Regions from separate parts of the Gossypium arboreum genome. Here region 2 is linked to region 1. Evidence: chromatin contacts called from public Hi-C data. All regions are on one chromosome and are shown on one strand. Each heading gives the region's core, a stretch centred on a gene start, on an enhancer-like site or on the middle of the called end of the contact. The rest is flanking DNA. Distances are from core to core; before and after follow the strand shown.

Region 1 (7,291 bases), core at 1,418-3,917:
TATTAAACAGAACCTTAATATCATCATTATCATGTAAATCAAGAAATATTCCGTGTGGTGATTTTGATGTGATTTTATTCCCAACAATCACCGTATTTAACCCCAAAATAAAAGTCACACGTAGATTCCAACCTAAAAAGTTAAAAACTAAAACTTGTTTCATGTGGCAAGATGCCTAAAACAGGTATATTGAGTTGTTTTAATTACCAAAAGCCATGGTGAGGTGAGAAAACTGTAAACAATCTGCTAGAACAAATATGAATTGTGGCAGTTGCTCCATGCCCTTTCTTCTCATCAATGAAACATTTCCATACAAACAAACCGAACAGCAATAATTATAGTAAAGACAGGAAACAACACCCAAAGGGTATTTACTATTTAGTATCCAATTGCATGGTTTAGAAGTGCAAGGATCAGAAAAAGTAGCCTCAGCTTCATCAGCCAGTCAGTTGGCTATGGATTAATTTCCATGGAATTATCATCATCATACAGGCTGACAAAATGGTGATCTTGTATTCAACTTTCTTCCTACATGGAAGCATATAATGTCTGCAATCATGGAAGTAGACATATATCAGAAAGTGGAGAAGAAGAAAACCAGATGAAACAAACAATACAATATTAATAGGTTTTAATGGTATGATTTAAGAAAGGTGGCCAATACTTTGGTGGGCTGGCAACTACAAGTAAACATGGTATTTTATTTTATTTTTAAAATGGATGGCAACTTCACGCCAAAACCTGATGAAAAGGACCTGATATAGGGGCAGTGCCTGAAACTAAATCGCCCTGGAAAACATTACTCTATATTGTTAAAAATACGTATAAAACAAAGACCAAAGCAACTAAACTATGAATGGATCTCTTTTCCGTTATATCATATATATATTTTATATACTTGGAGCAAAATAAGTTCATGGCTTAAAATTCCGAAGAGAAAGATTGCAAATTAGTGGACTTTTTAGATCATTATTCTCCAATGGAGGAGACTAAGTTCAATCAACATCATAACATTAAGCATTGTAATAAGTTACAAAGAATGCAACTGCAAACCATCTCCATTGACATCTTCGAAAAATATAATCATATCCGAAGTGAAGAAATGGATTAATAATACTATGTCAATTAGAAATAAGCCTATATGTTAGGCATATAACGAACCCAAAACATAGCAGGGCATTTGGTCTAGTGGTATGATTCTCGCTTAGGATGCGAGAGGTCCCCAGTTCAATTCTCGGCACCGTTTTATATTTAAATCTGAAACTGGCGATTGGGCTTTGGTCGTCCTCCTTTTGGGTCAGTGTTTGTCCTATCTTTTTATATTACTGGAGATGTTGTCAGTTTTATCTTAAATTCTTGTTTAAAGTGAGCATTAATTATTGGAGAGACCACTATGTAACAACTACTTCGAACTTCCATTCAACACATTAACTTAACATCCTTTTTATCAACTGGATTTCACACTTCCAATGCATGCCCGGAAATAGAAGAGAGACAAACTGTGAACAAAGCCCAACATTAAATTTCAGTTACCATATAAAGCAGATTCTCTGATTTGTCTCTATTTAACCATATTAAGATTTAACAGAGAGACAAGCAGGGCCTCCCTTGTTAAAGGCATTAATGTTCAACTTATTTGCTATCTCCATGGTTCGAAGAGTTCCAATGGAAATGAAAACCAAACTTTCTACTCCAGAGGAGAAGTAAAAAGTATTACAAAGGGGACAAGACCCAGAAATCCAACTTAGAAAGACACACAAGCACTTTAAAACTTGAAACCAAGGCAAGATGGTTGCGTTAGAATTATCAGTGGCCACCACGGAGACGAAGAACAAGGTGAAGGGTAGACTCTTTCTGAATGTTATAATCAGCCAAAGTCCTCCCATCTTCCAATTGTTTGCCGGCAAAGATGAGCCTTTGCTGATCAGGTGGGATTCCTTCCTTATCCTGAATCTTTGCCTTAACATTGTCAATGGTATCGGAGCTTTCAACCTCCAAGGTGATTGTTTTGCCTGTCAAAGTCTTGACAAAAATCTGCATCCCTCCACGAAGCCTCAAAACAAGGTGAAGGGTGGATTCCTTTTGGATATTATAATCAGCCAAGGTCCTCCCATCTTCCAATTGTTTGCCAGCGAAGATCAAACGCTGTTGGTCAGGTGGGATTCCTTCCTTGTCTTGAATCTTGGCCTTAACGTTGTCGATGGTGTCGGAACTCTCGACTTCGAGGGTGATGGTCTTGCCGGTTAAGGTTTTGACAAAGATTTGCATGCCCCCACGAAGGCGTAAGACGAGGTGGAGGGTGGATTCTTTCTGGATGTTATAATCAGCAAGGGTCCGACCGTCTTCGAGCTGTTTGCCAGCGAAAATGAGACGCTGCTGGTCGGGTGGGATCCCTTCCTTGTCTTGGATCTTGGCCTTGACGTTGTCGATGGTGTCGGAGCTTTCGACCTCGAGTGTTATGGTCTTGCCGGTAAGGGTTTTCACAAAGATCTGCATCTTCTTCAAAGGGAAATATGGGTTTGTAGAGATGGTTTGAATTTGGTTGGGGAATGGAATTGGATTGAAGATGAGGGGATGTCTATATAGGCGAGGAGTGGAGGTGGGTGACCCATTTCCTAAGGAAATATTGGAGAACACCAGAAAGTTGATTGTGGGTCAGATGAATCGGCTTAACTTTTAACCCTTAGCCGCTAAGTATTTAATTAATTTAGGAAAACTAATCATTTTCAACTAAAATTTGTAGGAAAATTACGTATTTAAAATATCTATTTGTGGTTTATTTTAAATGATATAATTTATTTTAAATATGAAATAATATTTTAATAATTCTTATTAATTTAATTAGGGTTTAAATAATAAAATAGATGTATAATTGATAATAGTAATAAATGTGCATTATAAAATTAAAATATATAATAATAAATAAAGTAAAGTTTTGATTTAGTGTTAAATTTATGATTTTACAAACTCAATTAGCATGAATTTAAATCTCTATTTTCTATGTTTTTAAATAAAAAAATTAAAGCGGATGACTTGATAATGAATTCCAAGTCAAAGTGACTAATCCGATCTATTTTTCACATTCATAGGAGTTCATCTATGTTTCAGCTGTACGAATATGACATTTTTTGAAAATTTCTAATAATATCAAGTGCTATTCCTATTTTGGCATTTCTAATTTCTGCAGTTTTAGCCTTTGATTAAAAAGGGTTAAAAAAAACTTTCTAGTTATGAATCGGGTATAAAACTAACAATAATATAACTTATTCTAAATATAAAAAGATATTTTAGTAGTTTTTCTAATTCAGATGATGTTCCATTGAATAAATAATAATATAAATATAATGATAATAATTTTTTTTTAATAATTGAATTTCATTTATCTAGCAAACAATAACCTGCTACAAAAAGACAATAGGAAAGTCCTATACAGGCAAATATAGCAAGAAACTATACAAGCTAACTATCACCAATAGGACCCCAATTGGAACAAAGTTGGATGTTAACATCATCAATCATACTTACATGTTTAATTCGCGGGCTTACCAAAAAATCTTTCTTTCCTCTCACACCATATAGAGTGAATATATGTATTCCAAGCCGATTTAAAGATGACAACAATAAAAAATAAAAAACCTTAAGCTTCAAAACAACCCAATTTAACTCCTGATCCCATGACCCAACAGTTCTACTAATATAATTCTTAGAAAAGCTGTAAAACCATCTCCCAAACCTTCCTAGAAAAGTCACATTCAAAGAAAATATAATTTTTAGATCCACACAAACTAGAAATATCGATATTAAAATATGTTGTTAATCTCAAATTTTGAAATTTAATCTCACGACAACATATCTTATTCTTAGCCCTAATTTATCCTTTCTCAATTATTTCCTTCGATACCAAAAGAAAGTTATGAACATTGTAATTCACGAAACCAATTAAAATAAAATACAATTATTCTAATGTACAAAACCGTCCAGCTTCACGCATAAACCAAGTGGATGTTGATGAACGCAACTTCCAATGATTACCTTACGGCTCACTCACGCAACTTCCAAGTTTCTGCCTGCTTTCCTTTATTTATTCCATTTAGCTTTGGCCAAAAGAAAAGGATAAGACCCTAATTTAAGCCAAGGAATCCAAGGACACTTTTTTCTTCACACCACTTATGTCATCCATACACGCCAATGAACACAACGCAACTGAATAGATTCATACATATGCCAACACAATATCAACAAAAAAATAAAAATAAAAAAAGCTAGTCTTTGCGGGCATTGGTTGTCTCATACCATATGTTGAAAGCTGAACCACAATCACTCACGAGCAATTTGGGTGATGAAATCAACATATGACATTTAAACATAATCCAACACTGGGCTCTACATATTTGAGATAGAAGCCAAACAAATGGGTTTAAAATTAATCTAACATTCCCCCTTTTTCTTTTACAAATTTCCCTAAACAATGTCATTTTGTTTGAGCAAGTTTAACATACATATACAAGAATGATAAATGATAAGCCATTATAGAAGTCACTATTTTATATCATCGGCCACAGCCGAAGCTTTGCAGATCGGACATGTATTCTTCATCGACAACCACTTCTTGATACAAGGAATATGGTATTTATGACCACAAGTCTTTAATGCCCCAACCTCATCCATGTCCTTATACTCTTCCTGCATTTTGCAACATCAAAAGTACTTAGATGATTTGATTAGCAGGACTAATGGGATCTTCGAAAAGAGCTAGCATACATTTCGATCACAAGTAGCAGACCATGATCAACAATCATTCACCAACTCTTCTTGATAATACCATGTTGAACCAAACAACATAACCAATTATGTTTACGTTTCATACACTACAATTCTTACCAGGCAGATCACACAAGAGCTTTCATCCTGGAATTGATCTGAAGAGCTGTAAATTGTTTCAGCCAAGCACTTAGATATCAAGTCTTCTGACAAGCCTGTATTAACACTCCCGATTCTTTCCCCTAGTGCAAGTAGTTCCTGACCGAGAAATCGTCCAAGGTCATTTAAAACAAAACAAGAAAAGGAAAATAACAACATAATGGAAACAGGAAGTATGTACATACCTCGTAAGTCATGTTGTCTATGTCTAACCTCATATCTCTATGCTGATCAAACATATTTCTAGATCCATAAAAAGCGGAGCGGTCCACAATCATAAAACCCTGCAGAATGAAGATAAACTATAAACATTACCTGACGACTCATTAAATCCGCAAAATTGGGTGGCAAGCTGATATATCATAAATGCTAATGAATACAATTTTCCTGTATCTCAATTGCAAAACACTTGATATGAAGCATTTGCATACAGTAGAATCACCAATACCTATAAACATAGATAATTACAGCCTGGTTATCAACGGAACAGGTCACTACCAATCACCAAAGAAGGGTACTTATGAAGCAATAAAGTCAGAGAAGTACACCAAGAAGAAATAAATGGAACACTCTTCAGAAGAAATGCAACGTGCTGAAAGCTATGTCAAATGAGTTTTCAAACTATTTTTAGAGGACATTTAAGTCCACCTCAATTGCTAATATGCAAATACATAATTCATTCATAAGCGGTAAATACCTCAGATGAAAATCGACCATGGAAAGCTGCATCATCAGCTAGAGATTGGTATCTATCATTAGATATCCTTGACCTCCCACTCCGCTCATTATTACGCCATGTTACAGCTGATAATGGCCGAGGATACCTCGTTGAATAACTTTCAGAAACAACCTGCATCCCCTCTTCATAGGATGCAGCATGTCCTATGTGCACACTGCTGGAAGAGGCCCTGAAATTTGGGCTAGATCTCTGAAAATAATTTGTTCGAGGACCCCTTAAAGATTGTGCTGAGTTGCCATGGAAACCTTGAGGAAGAACAGGATTTCTACCAGAAATGAAATTATGCTGTAGTCCCCCAACCTCAACAGAAGCATTTGTAGCACTACTACCACCCAGAAAGCGGTTTGTCTCATGATTAAAAACATTTGAATCTGCAATTCACCAGCAACAGACTCAGAGATAATGAGAGATCAAAATAATAACACAAAAATATTCAAGTAACCTGCAGCTGGAATCCTTCCATGACTAGGAGACATTCTCAAATGGCTCCAGTCCCTTGACATAGCATTCGAGCTCTGACCAGTGATATCCACTGAGCTAGAATGTTCAACCGGGTGGCTTGTAAGGTAGGAAGTATTGCTTGACAAATGGGTCCTAACTAGGTTAGATTCAAGATCAAGTGCTGGACGGCTTCTCACATTCCGCATAGAACACTCACCCCGAATTGAGAGGCCATTGCCTCTACAGCTCGGGGGCATGGAAATATGATCCCAATACATGTGCTGAGGATCTACATTAGGTTTCTCTTGCCAAAAGTCAGAAGATAAAGGAATATCAGATGAACTTCCAGCACCAGCATATCTGCTTGATCCACCCCTCTCACAGACTGAAGGAACTCCCGGGCTTTTTCGCTTGTGAGGTCCTCTTCCACTGCTCATTGGGAGATCAACAAGACCGCCATCAATTCCTTGGAAAGTCTGCCTATCATAATTGGAAGAAGATGCATGATGCATGTAGTTCTCAGGGGCAGAACCAAAGGTTCTAGGCGCAGATGAATGCAGAAAAAGATCATGAGATGGGCCTGAAGTGTCAGGCTGGTAGCATGGAGCTTCAACATTATGGCTTGAGGTAGCAAAACCACTTGACCTAGGCATGGAATTCCAGTGAGAAGAAAAATGCACAGCATCAACAGGCATATTTTCTACTGGATAGAAGAATGAAACTTGTTCTGCAGAGCTTGACCTCGCTGTGCAACAAAGCAAGAAATAATACCCATTAGAACAATAGCTAGGTACAAATAGAGGATGCCACGAGGCAGGAAAATCCAAAACCTAGGCCCAACTCTCTAGATGGGGGAATATGATAAGTTGAACCCAGACAACCTTGCAAACATGTTTTCATGCTATAAATCAATATAAATTTGTCATTGACATCAACCCTTTTCCCTTAAAATAAAAGGCAAAAGTAGAGGCAATAAAATAACAATACCTATATTTGCATAAGGTTGCTCTACATGCAAATGATTCCTGCCCTGCTCAGGTTCACTCTCAAACATTTGGGATGTGCCAAATAAATGTCTATGCCCCATAACAGTCACTTAAAAGGAAAAGAACGATGTCTCAGAAGAAGAGTAAACCTGCAAAAGGAAAAACAGATCAAATACATAGAAGAGGAGCTATTAAATATAGTTAA
Region 2 (7,331 bases), core at 4,166-6,665, 170 kb before region 1:
TACCCATCAGCTGATTGGGCACAGGAAGGTGGTGACCCTTGCTTGCCTGTTCCGTGGTCATGGGTGCAGTGTAATTCAGATAGACAGCCAAAGATAGTGTCAATGTAAAGATTCATGCCACCGGAGATTCTTGTCCACTTCTGTTAAATTGTTTGTTTCAGTAATATCTGAAACAAATACGAATACATTATGACTTCTTTTATTTATTTGGTGCTTGGCAGCCTTTTATCCAGCAAGAATTTAACAGGGAACATACCTTCAGATTTTACAAAATTGAGCGGTTTGGTCGAGTTGTAAGTTTCAAACTGCATTCTTTCCATAGCTGGCTATTTAATTCAATTGGTTGAGACACCCGTTTTACCCCCTAAAAACTCTTATTTCTTATCTATTCCTTACAGATGGCTTGATGGGAATTCCTTGACTGGTCCAATACCAGATTTTACCGGATGTGTGGACCTAAGGATCATGTAAATACTGAGTGCTCTTTTCTTAATTGTGATATTTTTGTGAAGAATTTTCTGACTAAGAATTTTTCTCATGTAGTCATCTTGAAAACAATCACTTGACGGGTGAGCTACCTTCATCTTTGATGAACCTACCAAACTTGAGGGAACTGTAAGTCACTCCAACTTGTCTGTTGTTTTGATTTTGCCTGATAGAAGTTTCCACAGTTTACTAGTGAAATTCTAAGATGTATTTCATGCATTAGTTTCTGCTCATTTTCTATTGCTTTAGTTATGTGTCATTGTTTTCCATGTTGCTTTCTAAGAAAAAAAGAAAGTCTTATATAATTGATGCTCTCATGATGCAGGTATGTGCAGAATAATATGTTAACTGGAAGAGTGCCATCAGGCCTTCTGAGTAAAAACTTGGCTTTGAAGTGAGTATCATAAAATGTAATTGAAATTCATTAACATGCTTAATAATTGGTGTGTCATAAGTTCATCTTAGATGTATAGAACTCTTTTTTTGGAAATGGTATATCATTACAAGCTAGTTTTGGAGATACGTGAGACCATTGTTTGAACAGAGTTGAATATATTGTTTGAACAGGATTTTAATGTTCTAAATCCCCAGATAGGTGTTATTATTGAAACTTCTTCATGAGTTGCCAGATAAGATGCTATAGAGTCCCTGATAAGTAAATATTAGTGTTTTGAATTTGCACTCTTTGCACTTATTATTGTTTTTTGGTTTTCTTCCCTTGTAATGATATTATCGAAGGCCTACTCCTAATCTTCTAATGAATAACAAAAGTTGCTCAATAGTAGCCCGTCAAGGAATCCTACACAAACTGCAAATATGTTCTATCTTCTAGTTGGTAGGCAAAGATATACGTATATTTTGGCTTCCCTTTTAACATTTTTTCTCCTTTCATACTAATATATGCTTCTTTGTTAGTTTAGCACAAAATATTTACTAACTACTACTTTCCCGCAGCTATGCTGGAAATATTAACCTTCATGAGGGGGGTGGAAGAGCAAAGCACCTTAGTACTATTATTGTTGGTTCGTCCGTTGGAGCTGCTTTTCTGCTTATATCTACGATTTTGTCTTGCATTATTTTGCGCAAGGGGAAGAAAAAACATGAACAAGGTATGGAACCAGGTTTTTGAAAGTTTGGCTTTGGCTAATCTATTGCATATCTGGCTTGACATGCTTAATTTCTTCAAATTTATTGCAGAACAATTTCATCATCCTTTGCCTATTCAAGGTCAAAGAATTGCTTCTTCATTGAGTAACGCTCCCACTGAAGCTGCCAATTGCTTTACATTACCGGAGATAGAAGATGCTACAAACAATTTTGAGAAAAAAATTGGTTCTGGAGGCTTTGGAGTTGTATACTATGGGAAAATGAAAGATGGGAAGGAAATTGCGGTAAAAGTTCTCACTAGTAATTCCTTCCAAGGAAAGAGGGAATTTACAAATGAGGTAAGTTTCAAACCCTTGTTCCTCATTATGGAGTTTTGCTGCTTGTCTGTGGTGTTCATGAGTTTTGTTATTTTGGAACTTTTCTGACAGTTGTTTAATCTTTCCCTTGTGATAAAGATCAAATTCAAAATAGTGGCATGAGAGTTGTTTGATCATTGAACTTGAAAGAATAATAGCTAAGTTTATTCATTTGAGGCTTCTCATATATAAACCTGTAGTAGTCGGTGTATTAGGTTTCTATCTCCTTGATGTTTTAAAGGGAATTTCATCCATTTTTAAGGGCTATTTAGGTAAAGAACATCACATCAGATTCTAGGCCGTGAAGCCGGGCAATTCGGTAATGATAGTCAGATTTGAAGTGACTTTATTATTTGACTAGGATGCCTTCAATTCTTTATCATGTATGGGTTCTGAAACGAGCTGACAGGATGAAAATATAAATTTTCATACAAATTATGAATTTGTTAGAACTTAGATCCATTCGATGAGTTTTACTGATAAACCTCAAGTGAATTGGTAGTATGCAAGTCTGCTTTCAGTTGGAAACTTTTCTTAAAAGGAATGTTTTGCTGTAATATGACCTTTTCTTTTCTTGAGAGAGGGTACTGAGGCTTTTAAATAATTTATGCTGCATTGATTATTTATTTCTAATTGGCCATTTGAAGCTAAGATCATGTGAAATTGACTTATGGTGTAGGTAAGTCTTCTTTCAAGGATACATCATAGGAACCTGGTACAATTTCTTGGATATTGTCAAGAAGATGGGAGAAGTATGCTTGTTTACGAGTTCATGCACAATGGAACTCTTAAAGAACATCTTTATGGTAAATTCAATTATTCTTAGGTTAAACCTGATATTGATTGAGTGCTCACCAATGTGTAAATATTTGTAGGCCCTTTAACACGGGAACGTGGTATCAGTTGGATAAAACGCCTTGAGATCGCAGAAGATGCTGCAAAAGGTATTCAAGCTAAGGGACTAAATTGTAGTTTCTCTGTGCAGAAGTTTCTTGCGTTGTTCAAGTATTGAAAGTTTGATTCTTTCAATTCCTTTATTCAGGGATTGAATACCTTCACACAGGCTGTATTCCCGCCATTATACATAGGGATCTAAAAACTAGCAATATTCTTCTTGACAAGCACATGAGGGCAAAGGTTTCTGATTTTGGGCTTTCAAAGCTTGCCGTAGATGGAGCATCACATGTGTCAAGCATAGTTCGGGGAACTGTGGGGTACTTGGATCCTGAGTAAGGCCTTGCTTCTACTAAATCCTCCTTTCTTTTGTTGAAATCATTTAAATGACTGTTTGCACTGATTTATATATAAGAAACAAAGTGGAGGGATTTGTCTTTTAGATAAGTGTTATCATGCAAAACACACCAAATCTACTGTTGCTGAATGCTTTTGGTGCGCAGGTATTATATCTCCCAGCAATTAACGGATAAAAGCGATGTTTACAGCTTTGGTGTGATTCTTCTAGAACTGATGTCTGGTCAAGAAGCCATATCTAATGAAAGCTTTGGCGTTAATTGCCGAAACATTGTCCAATGGGTAATTTCATATAGTTTCACAACTATCATATAAATATATAGTTTTTCATAACTTCTGAACCTCTAATTCACTTTTAACAGTAACTAATAGTATACAACAGCAATGACATTGTTCAAAGTGTTACTTTATTTCTCTATATACTTTCCTACTGCTGCTTATGGTTTGGAAAATGAATTGAGATATTCATTTGTTGATTTCTTCCAATAAATAACTTTGCAGGCAAAGTTGCATATCGAGAGTGGGGACATTCAAGGAATCATTGATCCTTACCTCCGCAATGACTATGACATTCAATCAATGTGGAAGATAGCTGAGAAAGCTTTAAATTGCGTGCAACCTCACGGACATATGAGGCCATCGATATCGGAAGTTCTCAAGGAGATCCAAGATGCCATCCTAATTGAAAAGGAAAGTATGATGGTTAGAGAGGGTAACTCGGATGAAATGTCTAGGAACTCTGCCAATTCTTCGTATAACCCTGGTTCCTTGGATATGATTGGAACTGATAATTACCTGTCATTGGATGAGTCCATTGCACGGCCGGTTGCACGATAGTCCGTTGTTTGTCCATGTACAAAGAGGCAATTCCTTATGTTTTCTCTTCTTAAATTCTTTGTTATGTTGCCAGAATCTTCAATCATGCTCTAGCCTGTAGGAAATTTCTTCTGCAATCCACCCTAAATAGCCAGGGAAGATAAAAAAGAAAAGAAAAAAAAAAAAGATGGGATGATGATACCATGGGACAGAACAGGTCCAAGTTTGAGCTGGTCATTTTTGAGGTTGTTGCGTAGTATAATTTTATTGCCTTCCTTGCATGGAATTAATGTTCATTATATGTGAACGGAAAAGGGAAAAGAAAATATATGACATGGTTTTCGTCGTGCTTAGATTGCATGGGACATGCATGATTTGGCTTTCATCATGCATGGTAAATGTAAGATTTAAAGGTTTGGAACCATCAAAAGGATAAACAGATGTTCAACATGGTTATGAAATAAACGTGGTCAAATTCTGTAAGATTTTTTTTTTCAATATATTCATTAGAGTGAGTCTAGTGATTAATTTTCCGTGTTTTGTAGGTTGATGAAAGAGATCAATTTTGTCAAATAATTTGAGGTAGTTTATTCTTTTCTAACATATGATCAAGTGACGAGTACCTTGAATTTGTGTTTTACGATTGACGATTATTTTACATGGATAAAAAAATACAAAAATTATATGATTTTTGAATTGTAAAAAATGTTGAGGTGTAATGTAACATTATTTTTTTAGCAAAACATAATCTTTACAACTATCCAAAAATTTTTCTCAACTTATATAAATAAATAGATAATATGTTTCAAGTATTTAAATTTAAGTCCTCTTGTATTGATAAAAATATTCATATTAATTGAGTTAATAAATTTTTTTGGTGAAATGAATTAAAAAAGCTACTAGTTGGTAACACTCATACAAGCAAAAGAAAAACTTTTAGACTTGCCATCCTCTAAGAGATTTTGAACTATATCAGGAGGAACATGAAAAAATTGTAAATCAGCTCTAGAGGATAAAGCTCTTTTTGCCAATTAATCGGCAATTGCATTTTTTTTTATAGCGTAGAAGTTAAAGGTTTTTTTGAAAAAAAATACTCTGAATTCGCATAATCAAAGCCGAATTTGCCATAGCTGAAGAACTTGCGTAAATGACCCAAATAACGTCCAGATTATCCGAAAGATAACATTACTATAGATTTACTGATTAAATTTATCTAAAATATCTTTTACAATTTGACCAATAATGAAGGGGAACGAGCGAAATTAATATACTATGCGGTTAGATTGTAAGAGGAACTTGAAGATGATGTTCAAACCATGCGATCTTAATTTGAAACCACTTGTTCTAAACATTACAATCTTATTTAGATAATGCTTTCAAGAAAACTAAATGAGATAAGGTATTTATAGATTTTAGAGCCAGGTGTTGATCGTGTTTTTAATATATATTCGAATAAAAAGAAATGATAAAGAGTGGGGTAAAGTTCGAAGGAAGAAATAATTATTAGTAATAGAGTTGGAAGTGTGAAGGAGCAGCGAGGTGTGGATAAAGAAAAAAGGACATAATCCAGTCGACGTAGTACTTCCCTTCTCCATTCAAACCATACCTTTCTTCTTCCTCAACCACATCCTTCTAATACTTGTTTACCTTGTTCCTTTCCCCCCCAAATGGACCAGCCATGTCTATGAATATTGCTTCTCCTTCCCCTTGTTCTTCTTCCTCCTCATTTCCCTCCGCTCTCCGCTGGCTCTCTCCCCTTCCTCTGCCGCCCTCACCCTCCACCTCCACTACTTCCTCTAAGCCCGCGCGTCCCTTTTCTTTGCGAGCTCAACCCACCGCTACCGATTTATCTCTCCCCAGTGATAAAAAGACCAACGATGATCAGACACTTCTTTCACTCCTCCGCCAAAAGAAAACCGAACAAGCTTGGACCCTTTACTCTCAATCCCCTCACCTCCCCACTCCTACTTGCTTAAGCCGCTTAGTTGCTCAACTCTCTTACCAAGCCACTCCTCAATCTCTCGCACGCGCTCGTACTATCATCACCCGCCTCCGCAATGAACGCCAGCTGCATCGTCTCGACGCCAACTCCCTCGGCCTCCTCGCATCGGCCTCCGCGAAATCCGGCCATACCCTTTATGCCTCTTCGCTCATTAAGTCCATGCTTCGCTCTGGTTACCTACCGCACGTCAAAGCATGGAGCGCTGTCGTTTCGCGGCTCTCTACCGAGTCACCCTCTGAGTCGATAAGCCTTTTTGACTCCGTGACTCGCCGCGTCAGGCGTTTCGCGGACCCTTCAATTGTTGCTGATTCCAAACCTGACACGGCTGCCTATAATGCTGTGCTTAACGCTTGTGCTAATTTGGGGGACAAAAGTAAGTTTTTGAAACTGTTCGATGAAATGCATGAATGGGGTTGCGAACCTGATGTTTTAACTTATAATGTCATGATAAAGTTGTGTGCTAGAGCTGATAGGAAAGATTTGCTTGTGTTTGTGCTGGAGAGGATTATTGAGAGAGGAATACGTTTTTGTATGACTACTCTGCATTCCCTCGTTGCTGCTTATGTTGGATTTGATGATCTTGAAACGGCTGAGAAAATTGTTCAAGCTATGAGGGAAGGAAGGAATGATCTTTGTAAGATTCTCCGAGATGCGAATTTGGAAGATTTAAAACAAGCCAAGGAAGATGATGACTATGACGACTACGACCTGGAGGATGAAAAGGAGGAAGATATGGAAGATTTGAGTAAAAAAAAGATAGATGATGTAGTATTTGAGAAGTTGCTTCCTAATTTGATTGAGCCGAGCAGCGAACCGCTTTTATTGCCTAAAGTGTATGCACCGAATTCTAGGATTTATACGACACTAATGAAAGGTTATATGAAGGCAGGTAGAGTTACTGACACGGTGAGAACTTTAGAGGCGATGAGGCATCAAGATGATAAGGCTAGTCATCCTGACCATGTTACATACACAACAGTTGTTTCTGCATTTGTGAAGGCCGGATTGATGGATAGAGCGCGAGAAGTGCTAGCTGAAATGACAAGAATTCGTGTGCCTGCGAATCGGATTACTTACAATATTCTTCTCAAGGGTTACTGCCAGCAGTTGCAAATAGACAAGGCAAAGGAGCTGCTAAGGGAGATGGCTGATGATGCAGGGATTAAGCCTGATGTGGTTTCATATAATATATTGATTGATGGGTGCATATTGATCGACGACAGTGCTGGAGCACTTGTGTTCTTCAATAAGATGCGAGAGCAAGGAATCACTCCCACGAAGATCAGTTACACTACATTGATGAAAGCTTTTGC

What was found. Hi-C and Micro-C count contacts between places; a contact is called where the count stands out from the background.
Region 2: a Hi-C map of leaf shows a contact between it and region 1, with 2.5 times the contacts expected there. The contact joins the promoter of LOC108456580 here to the promoter of LOC108456589 in region 1. A contact is called at or near these places in 2 of 5 Hi-C or Micro-C datasets (both in leaf).

Annotation. Positions count from the first base shown.
Region 1 is chr9:79,553,779-79,561,069 of ASM2569848v2, reverse strand. It overlaps LOC108456589 (polyubiquitin 11-like), which reads right to left and starts at 2,667. Exons shown (of 1, transcript XM_017755138.2): 1 at 1,530-2,667. The coding sequence starts at 2,496. The coding sequence ends at 1,807. LOC108456588 (probable E3 ubiquitin-protein ligase ZFP1) reads right to left here. Exons shown (of 7, transcript XM_017755136.2): 2 at 7,088-7,235; 3 at 6,102-6,845; 4 at 5,618-6,030; 5 at 5,106-5,204; 6 at 4,882-5,019; 7 at 4,332-4,683. The coding sequence starts at 7,187. The coding sequence ends at 4,540.
Region 2 is chr9:79,730,658-79,737,988 of ASM2569848v2, reverse strand. It overlaps LOC108456580 (pentatricopeptide repeat-containing protein At3g09650, chloroplastic), which reads left to right and starts at 5,415. Exons shown (of 1, transcript XM_017755127.2): 1 at 5,415-7,331. The coding sequence starts at 5,695. LOC108456579 (probable LRR receptor-like serine/threonine-protein kinase At1g67720) reads left to right here. Exons shown (of 15, transcript XM_053018979.1): 4 at 1-104; 5 at 222-293; 6 at 399-467; 7 at 544-615; 8 at 812-880; 9 at 1,441-1,595; 10 at 1,684-1,931; 11 at 2,629-2,755; 12 at 2,825-2,893; 13 at 2,992-3,178; 14 at 3,392-3,482; 15 at 3,702-4,499. The coding sequence ends at 4,037.